Regions from separate parts of the Mus musculus genome. Here region 2 is linked to region 1. The links are chromatin contacts, called in public HiCAR-type maps. All regions are on one chromosome and are shown on one strand. Each heading gives the region's core, a stretch centred on a gene start, on an enhancer-like site or on the middle of the called end of the contact. The rest is flanking DNA. Distances are from core to core; before and after follow the strand shown. Region 1 holds the start of Plcb4 (phospholipase C, beta 4). Region 2 holds the start of Pak7 (p21 (RAC1) activated kinase 7).

What was found. HiCAR-type assays count read pairs that join an accessible place to other places.
Region 2: a HiCAR-type map of astrocytes shows a contact between it and region 1, with 4 times the contacts expected there. The contact joins the promoter of Pak7 here to the promoter of Plcb4 in region 1. A contact is called at or near these places in 2 of 39 promoter capture datasets (cranial neural crest and neural stem cells), 4 of 484 Hi-C or Micro-C datasets (embryonic stem cells and nephron progenitors), 2 of 115 datasets of contacts at active chromatin or transcription factors (astrocytes and embryonic stem cells) and 1 of 9 other capture datasets (embryonic stem cells).

What each region holds. Positions count from the first base shown.
Region 1 is chr2:135,657,295-135,662,692 of GRCm38.p6, forward strand. It overlaps Plcb4 (phospholipase C, beta 4), which reads left to right and starts at 2,253. Exons shown (of 39, transcript NM_001355153.1): 1 at 2,253-2,436.
Region 2 is chr2:136,384,825-136,390,222 of GRCm38.p6, forward strand. It overlaps Pak7 (p21 (RAC1) activated kinase 7), which reads right to left and starts at 3,143. Exons shown (of 10, transcript NM_172858.2): 1 at 2,830-3,143.

The DNA of each region.
Region 1 (5,398 bases), core at 1,003-3,502:
TTATGTGTTGGACCTCTTTGAAATGGCCATTCTGTTTTTCATAAACTACTATAAAAAGCGCAGTGTATGAAGTACTATCTTAAGTTGGGACTGGCGTTTCTTGCTGCTGGAGTTAGCAGCTTGCTGTATGAAACCCATGCAGAAGCATCTTGTGTGTGTGGCTGCAGCGAAGAACTGCTCGGCTGATACCAGTCCCAGGAGCGCATCCAGAGAAAGGTGAGCACTCAGTAATTGTTTCAGGCTATGGTGTGTTGGTGGTTTTGTTAGCCATCAAAGACCAACTAATTAACTATATTTGAGTATATTATGTACTAAGTTCTACTGCTAAGAACTGTCAGTCACATAAGTGATAGCTTCTAGCTCCCCTTTCTGGGGATAATATTTGAGGCACATAAGACATACAAGAGAAGGCCTGAAGGACTGGTTTGAGTTTAGCTATACTATTTATTGGCTGCTCAACCTGGGGCAAATTCCTTACCCTTTCTGAGCCACAGCTTTCTCACATGCAGGGAAAGCAGGCCTAAAATACTACCCCAAGCCCTCAGCTTACAAGCAGCAATATCAGAATGAGTTGTTAGAGATGGAGAACATATGATTTTACTTCTGTCTTGTCTAATGAAAATCTGCATTTTAAAAAGCCTTTCAGGCAGTTCATGTGCCCGGTTTGCGGCACTCTCAAAAGCAGTCTTAACACACTGGCATGAAGACCCTGACCAGTGCAGTATCAGCTTTCTCTGGCATCTTTATTCTCTTTTTAACCTTGGTGGAAAAGCTGATCTGGCTTAGTGAATGTTTCTGTAGGTTTTGTCACAGACAGGCAGGCAGACACTGCAGAAAAACCTTTTTCAAGGCTAACTTAAATCTGAAGCTTTGTGTTTGGCTAGAGAGTGGTCAGTAGCTCTCAGTCCATCTCCCTTAAATTGGTAAATTATTTTTTTCTTTCTCGTTTTGAGACAGGGTTCAGGTTGGTCTTGAACCGACTGTATAGTTTAGGCTGCTCTGTAAACTAACTGGGATTACAGGCATGTACCATCACACATCACACTAGTTGATCAACTTTTGGTGGTTATTTTCTTTCTATCCATGCTGAAACGGCCAGAATGAACGAAGGGTGCGACACTTTGGGGTTTTCAACTGCTGTATCCACGGTGCCTGGACTGTTCCTTTGTGCCTACACTTCTGCCCTCTTCTCCATTTTTTTTTTAAGCTAACCTCTAAACCGACCCCTTTCCTCTTGACCCGCCAGCCCAGTTCAGGCAGCTGAGCATGCCCAGTTCAGCCGCCAGCATGGGCCCCAGTCCCCAGTGCGCAGGTGCCACGTCTCCGGGTTTTGGTGGCCGCCGCCAGGCAGGAGAGGGAGGAAGCCGAGTGGCCTCGGTAGGAGGAAGCCCTCGGGGAGTTCCGGAGCGGCTCCAGTGTAGGGTCTCCACAAAGGGTGACGCTGGATGCACATGGCCAGGCCGCCTCAGCAGGACTTCGGGCACCCGGGTGTCGGTTCAAAGGACAAGGAGAGCTGGCCACAGCGATCCCCAGCATCCCTGGAACCGAAGTCTGGGGGGGGGGGGTGGAGTGGGGTGCACGTCTCAGGATCACTTGGGGGAAGACTTTGGAAATCACTTTCTGGCTCAGTGTGAGCCCGTTGTAGTACTTCCTCCGGCAGATTGTTTTTCGGGCTGAATGAATAAAATCCCTGTCTCACAGTGCCTGCTGCAGTGTACAAGCTCTCCGTGTTTGTTCAATGTAACATAGACGAAAGCGCAGTTCCCGCTCCCCGCTCCCGGTTCTGGCTGGCTCGCACCCCCTCCTCCCGGGCCGGGCACCCGCTGAGTCCGTGGCCAGCGGCGCGTGGTGTCCCGCTGCTGGCTCAGCTCAGTCCCCACGGGCGCGCGCCCAGACCCTGCACCGGGAAGGCGGCGGCGGCGACCCCGGGACAGCCAACCCCCACCCCGGCCGGCCCGCGCGGCCCCGGTCCACCCCCAGCCCCGCCGGGCGCCGCACTGGGCATGCTCCGTAGCCCGGCAGGTTGGGGCTGCGAGGCGACGGCTTGGGCTCCAGAGGCAGCGTCGCGGCCGGGAGTAGGGGCGGCGGGCCCGGGGCCGCACGGGGCCCGGCTCGGCGGGAGCGGCGGGCGGGCGGCGCCCTGGGCAGCGGGCGGCCGAGGTGAGCGCAGCGGGGAGGCGCTGGCCGGTGGGGGGCGGAGGCGGCGGAGGGCGGGGCGGCGCCGGAGGGGCTCGGCGGCCGCGGCGGCGGGGAGGGGGTGGCGGCGCGCGAGCGGCTCAGGAGCCGCGCCGCAAACAGGCTCTCACACGCGCGCACACACACACACACACACACACACACACACACAGACACTCACACGCGCGCGCGCGAACACAGCGGGGCTCCCGGAGGCGGCGGTGGCCGCATCCCCGGCAGCGACTCGCCTGGAAGTGACAGGTAGGAGAAGGCGCTTTGGGTCCCGCCCGGGGATGCTCCCGCCGCTCCCAGCCCGCCGGGCTACTCGGCTTCCCGCGGGTGCGTCCCGGACGCGCGCGCGCGCCCCCGGTTGCCCTGCCGGGGACCCGGTGCAGGTGCGGGGTGCGAGGCGTCCTGCGCGGGAGGCAGGGGACCCCGCCGCCACCCGCCTCTCCGGCAATCATCTGCTACTGGGTTTCCTCTGCCTACCCGGACGTTCACCCTCTTCTGCGCTAGAAATAGCTCGGCTCGACGTGTATATGATTATTTTGGTTGGAAATAGTTGGCACTGTGCAACGCATGTAAATGTGTGTGCGTGTGCATCTTCAGCGTCTTCTGGGGACAGCTTACGAATGATAGACCGTTTCCAGTTGACACTGACAGGCTAAGCGCTCCTTCAGGACAGTATCTGGGCCTCCTAAAAGCATGTAAAAGAACATTGCTTTATTTTCAGAAGTTTAAAGTTGTTTTTTCTTAGTCAATTAGAAATTGTCTATATTGTACAATTTTTGAGTTTAGACTCAGTAAACTACTGAATCTAAGTGTGAAAACACAGAATTTTCCAATTGAACAACTCTAGAGTTATAAAGCCAGCATTTCTAGAAAGGCAAATGTCTTATATTCCACAAATATGCATGCATTTGAGATATGACTTTAAAAAAATAACCCTAAACTTCTATAGTGCTTCTTCCTATTTCTCTAAAGCAAGGGGCTTGAGATTTAATTTGGGGCAAAACATTCATGGACAGTCGCCATCTTTTGAAGTAGAAGTGGGATGCATAGTGGTCCATAAATTTAAATTATCCATTGGTGGAGATAATGTGTTGAATAAACATGGCTAGCAGTAAAGTCCATGCACAGGCAGGTGTATAATGCTTTGAAAAAAATTGAATTTCTCTTTTAAGGAAAAATCAGACCATAAAATAAAGATGACCAGGAAGAGCAACCAGTGACTTTTTACCTGGGTGGACTCCCAGGATCTCAGAAAGTGAAGAACTACTCTTTAGGGTAGGAAGATGTGTGTGTGTGTGTGTGTGTGTGTGTAAAATTTCAACTTAATCCTTTTAGTATTTTTAAGACTGATGTTTTTAAAGATGTGTTTGAACTGAGAACCGAATATTTTGAACCCTTCAAACTTTAATATCCTAAGTTGCAGAGTGATACAGAGGATGAGAAATTCCTCTCACTAGGATTTTGTGGTGTAATCCCTGACTGACTGTGTTATGTAATCTCGAATTTTTCCCCCACAGAACAGTCTTGCATAGTTTTCAACTGGTGTATTGATCTATTATATCATCTATTTTTTTTTTTTACACTGTAGACATTTAATACATGACTGGTGTCTTGGGGAGAACCTCGTGTAAGAAAAAATTACTTTTAAAATGGAATTTCACTTTCTGAGCGTTTTTATGTTGGTGAAACTGGTTTGACAGAAGGAGTGCATCTTCACATGTAACAGTGTGCTGCAGAGGGCTGAGTGTTGGCCTCCCAAGTGTGCTCTGCTCCCCTGCCCCCTCCCCGCTTTTATTACTCAGCCATCAGAACTTAGTTTTGATTTAGCTTTGATGATATCACTACCAGCTCTGAATTAATCGCTGTGGAAATGCTGTTTTACAAGTAACTGTCAAAACAGAATTTCAAAAGACTCCATTTGATCACAGAGAGCACATTTACATCTGTTGGAATAATTCTACTTTTACTTTACAAATGCACACCCACGCAGGAGGGCTTTGTGCTGAAATATTCTCTTTTCCGAGCTTTATATTTGTATCTTTTAAAATGTGAATGATGTTAAAACTTACATGCCTCGGAATCCAGGCTTCGTGCTTACTTTCATAGCTGATAGGGAAATATGGGAATTAAAAAAAAAAAAGAAAGGAAAAACCCTTAAAGCTTTCAAAAGAGCTTTTTAAGAAGTGGAGTTTAAAGGTTTGTATCACCCTTGAAACCTTTCATCCCATCCCCAATAGAGACCAATGGGTGCTGGTGCTGCTAATATATTTGTTTATCCTCTTTCCAAGAATCTAGCTGCTTGTAAATCAATTTATACTGCTGATTTTGTACAACATGGTACATCATTGGCAGCCCTAGTGAACGTGCTATTTTCTTAGGCTACTACTAATTTGTTTTCGATTTTGGTTCACTGGGAATTGAATGACTAAATGATTGCCTTGCGTTCCTGCCTACCTGCCCTTCATATGAAATCGGGTTTATACACGATTGTGATGTTGTATGTGAACCCATCACAGTGGCATGTTATGTTGTGACAGGCTGGGATATAAGCTTCTGGGAACAGTGTCTTGTTTGTCACCCCCAGTTTTTTAGGTGCAGCAGGCAAAACCCAAATGCCAGAATTGATGAATTGGTGGATTTTTATAAAGTTAATAATTAGCTGCCACTTTTTTTTTTTTAAATTTTAAAGTCTTCAGTTGCAAACAAATTACATATATTTGGACCAGAGCAGTTAGGTAATAGTGCTATAGAAAGGAATAGTTTTTGTAATTTTCACACTTTCAACAAATGCCTTGTTAGTGAACTCAGCTACTTTGGGGAAATATTACTTGATAATGAAAATTGTGAGGCACACTAGGACTCGTTTCGTGTCATTTGTGACCAGTTCCACTGCTTGCTTACTATCAGGGATGACACATGCTTTGAAAACCAGATCTTGGTGAGTTCCATAAAAGCAAGATGCGCTGCTTCTGATACTTAGAATGAGGTCAAGAATCCTGAGGATATTTGCTGATCACTGTTGGTAGTGCACAGCCAGACTGCAGTTTGTAAACAGTTACTTTTCACTTCCTAAGTGAAGGAGTCTGTGGAGGAGATGTAATCACCTTGTGAGAAATAAGGACATCCCCTAGGCTGACAGGCACCTGGTTTTACTGCTCAAGTTCAAATGTTAGCCTTGTTTGCAAGGATACTGTTTAACTCTCAGGGCAGT
Region 2 (5,398 bases), core at 1,893-4,392, 730 kb after region 1:
GAGAGAGAGAGAGAGCATAAATTTAGAAGGAACATGGAAGGATTTAGATAGAGGAGTGACAGAGTGAATAAGAAGAAAATACATTATGTGCATATAAGAAAGTCTCAAGGAGCTAATAAAATGTATATCTATAAATAAAAATAAATATATTAAAAAGAAGAAAAGGTGTAGGATTTTCATTTTTTTGCTGTTATGTTGTAGGTGTTGTTGATGATGATGTGTTTTGACTTAGTAATATAGCCCAAAAGGGAGAAGACGTATGAAATTCCTCAGCACGTATAGAAAGCCTAAGTCCCACTTTGTTTCAGTTTTCATGTAAGTGACTCATGGTGACGTGTCTATCACCCTTCCCTTCACTGTCACACTTGGGAACACAAAATTCAGATAAGTTAGTTACATTAAATATCCCATGCCAGCAGGGTTTTTGAACCCATACTATTCTTCATATTCTGAAACTTGATGGCATAGTATTGATCCTATCATTGTTATTAGAAAAGTTAGTAAAGTAAGTTAAATTTTCTCTCCCCTAAACTCAATGACAACCCTGAACTTGTCCATGTGACCTACTTTACAAGTCTGATCTTTGCAGTTGTAATTGAATTAAGACAAGGCTATAGTTAGCTCTAAATGATATAGGAACAGTGTCCTTACATAAAGACTGAAACATGGACAGGAGAACAGACACAGAGAGGAGAACACATGGACATGAAGGTAGAAACAGAATAACGTGATTGGGGTAAGGTATGTCTAAGACTATAAGAATCACCTTCTCCTAAGAGCATCAGAGGATTGCCATGCTAACACTGAGATATTAGACAGAAAATACCCAGATCTGCATCAATAAATTTCTACTTCTTTAAGCTACCAAGTTGGGGGTGTATGGCTATGTCAGTGCTAAGAAATAAAACAATTTGGAGTATTTCAGTAAAAGTAAATTGAATTTGACTTGCATAGCAAATACATATAACATGGGTTCCAAACACATACATGTCCTTCTCAAAGAGATTTCCCCATGCCCAGTTTCTTTGTATTATTATTAATGTCTACATCTATCCATTTATGTGGGCTTTGCTTTGTGAATCACAAGTCTTTGTTGCTGATACATTAAATCACTTCCACAAAATCCCACACCTAAATACGGAGGAACCAGAGTTCAAATTTAGCTTTATCTCATCACTAAAATGACACTGTATTCCAGAACATCTGTCTCTGGTGCCTGTCCATTGCAGCATATTCTGAGGATGTAGGAAAGGCATTGGCAACCTCGGCTTTCAATGCCTACAATCAAAACTCACGTTTGTTAATTAAATGATAAGTTGCAAGGACTGAGTACAATCAATCTCTTATTCACAGAGGAACACGAAGTTTATTCTACTACAAGTATTGTCAATGAACTTGCCATTAGCTTCTACAGCTTTCATTAGAAGTTCTGCTTTGCACACGTGTATTCAAAGTCAAGGTGTTATCAGATTGGACACTTATAGCTTTACTCTACTTAAATTCATTTCCCTCCTGCAGTCTCTGTTTCATTATCACAATACTGACTCATTCTTGCCACCTAAGGAGATCATAAGAATAAATAGTGTAAGTGCAGAGGAAAGTATCTAAACTTCATATTCACAGACAGATGCCCAGCCTGAAAAGATAAAACAGGGGATGAAGGTGTGTTCTAAATTTACCTTTCCTCCCTCTCAGGGGGCTATGCTGCTAATCATAACAGATACAACTGTAAGGTGTCACATCTGTTGTTGCAGAATGTCAACTTTAAGAAGGCTTGTGTAGGAGGGACTTCTTCAGGGAGTAATGTGTCCATCTGTAAATTAAAGATGCTGCCTTTACACCAAATGCCACAAGAGGGTCTCTGATGTTTTGTGAAGTACCTATTTCCCCAGAAGTGTATCCAGTTTTCCAAGTCGTTATCAATTATTGGCCAAGACATTTTTTTCTTTACTACTCTAATATTTAAAAGATCTGTTCAGTTCTTTGAAAGGTTAGGGCTCCCTTAATTGAGATATGAATGCTGGCAAATTAACTTCTACCCTATCACAATGGAAAGCTCCAGACACACTCGGTTTCAAAACGGATGCTCACATTTGTGCCCTAAACTGGACACTTGACAGTCCTGAGACTTTCCAAGTTTATCCTCTAGGAGACTGACATTGTACAGAATTTTAACCAGAGTTTGGAAGTGATATTCTCTTCCACATTCTGTCCACCAATGTTCACAAGCAGAAGTTCTTTCCCAATCCATTGCAACCCACTAAGCGAACAGAGACAAACAACAAAGGAAAACACAGTCCCATAAAGGTTCCGCTATTGCATCTGGTGGTCCACACCTGCTAAAAGACAAAAACCATATGGGAACCCTGCCCTGGCAATGCATCCAGCACTCCCTGGGAGCAGCAGGCACTGTCGTATCACCGGCAGGGCGTGCGCGAGTGCATACACAAAGAACTGCTGCTGGGCTTGCTAGCCTTTCGGGGTACCAGCAGACTCCTAGAGCTGGCATCCAGGGTGATCTCCTACGCCCTCCATCCTAGCATAAGAGCGCTATCCTTTATTTGACCGGTGAAGAGCCCAAGCTGGATGATATCGCAAAGATTGGGGGTTGGGGAGTGGGCGGACCCTGGATCCCTTGCCCATTCTCAGAGGTCCCCAGCCTTTGGCATCTCCTAGGAGATGCACAATCAATTGTGCTGTCATAGAGGTCTCCTTTCGCATCCTCTCTAGGCAAAGCCAGATGCCCGGTGTAGCAACCGTGCGCATCTTGGCAAGCGCCCCTTCTGGAGCCGCTACCCATAAGCCGACCTGCCCGGTGCTCCTGCCTACCTGGTGGCTGGCTGTCAGCAGAGAAGTCGCGGTACCTCATCTGCTTCTCCGCTGCTGCTACATCTGTTATATCGCTCCAAGCGCCATGTTCCTGCTCTCCACGGGCGCACGCCAGGGAACTACTACGGCTGGGAAGGGGCAAGGGGGGCGGGGGCTAGAGGAGGGGGTGGGGGCAGAGTCAAAGCTTTTTACTCTCCTCCCAAACCTCTCCCAGCTACTGAGCATGCCCAAGCCGCCTGGCTTCGCCCCTAGGAGGACTGTCCGCTGAGACCACTCAGCTGCTCCGGGTTTTAGGAGCAGCCCGCTGTAGGAAAGCTGTAGCAATTGAGGGGGGTGAAAGGGGGAGTGTGGAGGGAGTGTCTGCACGCCCGAGCTGGAGAAAACAGCCAATCGGATCACACTTTCCTTCTACCATCCCCCTGCGGGCTACTCCCGCATACCCCTCCCTGAACATCCCAGTTTGTCCAAATTTTCTATAGGACCTTTGCAAAGCCGCACTACATCAGTATGCTAGCTAGTCTCTTTAGCATCACCTGGTCCTGTGCTTCGCAAACTTTAATGAGCCTTTGATTTAAAATACAGATTTGGATTCAACTGCCTGGTCCTGAAAGTCCCCGTGCCATTCGGCTGGTCCTCTGAAAGGTCAGGAGGTGCAAGAATCCAGAAACATCTTCTATAACCTCTAATTGGTCATGGAGTCTTTAATCAGCAATGGACTTATCAGCCTAAGGAGTTACCTTCAGCTTTTGATGATAGCAGCGGTTCAAGGGAGGATGTCCCCTGGGATGTCATGCCTTTCCTGGAAAGAGGCTTTGTAGGGCACACACTGAAGACAGCATAAAACCATTAGTTTGATCTAGAATTAGGAGTTTCGGAGACGATGGGCTCTTGGATCAATTCACAATCGCTTTGATACTTGAGACTAGGAAACTCGTGCTCAGTCAGTTGACCTGTTGTTGACCTGTTGTCCAATTCAAGCCTGAACCAGTCTATCCTGACTGTCTACCTGTCTTCTCTGAGCCTGGGACAAAACCTGAGAGGTTCGATGTAATGTCAAGGCTGGGCTTGACAGTTGAGACTGACTGGTCTTTTGAGAGCAAAAGACCACAGGAGGTATCGGTAATATTGAGATTAGTCACTGCCCACATGAAACCAATCAATTCACAAAACCAACCAAGAGACTTTAATCTTGGTTTTGAGAGAGCCACATCCTTCTTCATCCTCAGAGATCTCTAGATTGTCCTTATGAGAATATAGTGTCTGATCCTATAACTGAATAAGTCGGTTATAAAACAGGGCCAGTTTGCTAGTGAATAGTAGATGCTTATCATCTCCTGTCCCCGTGGCTTATCTGTTCACACACTACTTTCACTGAAGTAACTTATATATCAAAACAGAATCATGGCAGGAGCTGGTGCTAAAGATATTGCCACAGCTGTTAAGAACTCATGTTGCCCATCCAGAGGTCCCAGGTTCAGTTGTATAGGGTGGGTCCGAGCTGTACGTGACTCTGACTCCAGTGGATCTCACACACTCCTCTGGTATCAGTGGTGCCTTTTTCCACCTGGTACACAAAGAAGCATCCAGACACATATATACACATAAAAATAAATCTTTAAAAAATAGATCACAGAACAGATAGATGGTCACTGTTCTCCACTGATGTTTCTAAGTGTGAAGGACATATGTATCTTGGCCTATCAAATCCTATTTTTCCCATTCATATGACTAAAGTCAATAAATTTATCAATGCTTGAAACTGCTCAAATAGCCCTACCTCACCTCTCACCAACTGGATTGCTGTCCCATGGCCATTGGCATAATATTTTCTATTCTTTACTTTCCCCTATGTGGACTTGGACAGATGCAAATGACAGGAAATATTTTATTAAGATGAAGTTTACTTGTAGTTTTAGTATCAATAAAAAGTGCACACACTGCCAAAGTGAACTATATAATCTGAATAATATAATTTTATATTATAATTATGCCATCATGAATAGCCATGAAACAACTGATAGAAAAAAATCATAAATGAAAATCTGCTCCAAAGGAAACTACCAGGCTTAGATGGTTTCACTAGAGAAACGCTCTAAGTAGTGTAAAATACAAAACAACAAAAACAAAACAAAAACTATTTTCACACAATTATTTCCCAGAAAGCAAGAGAACACATGGCTCAACTAATTTATGAGGCTATAATTTCCCTGACACCAAAACCAAATAAACTTAGTAGAAGAGAAGTCCTCTAAACAATATATCTTATAAACCTACAAACAACCATTCCTGAGAGCTGCAGGAAGGGCTGAGTATCCTAGTACAGGTCCATGGTCCCAGCTACTCAGGAGGCTGAGACAGGAGAATCATGAATTCAAAACTTGTCTGAACTAAAGAGTGACTTAAAGGATCATTCCCACCCAAATGAAGAAGGTACTAAAAGCTTTTAGCTAACACTTATAACACCACACATTTTATCCCAAACACCAAGAAAAAAATATTACCTTGAATCTTACAGTGCATAGAGAAAATTATATATTATCTCTACATAGATGTATGTCAGGAACTCAGG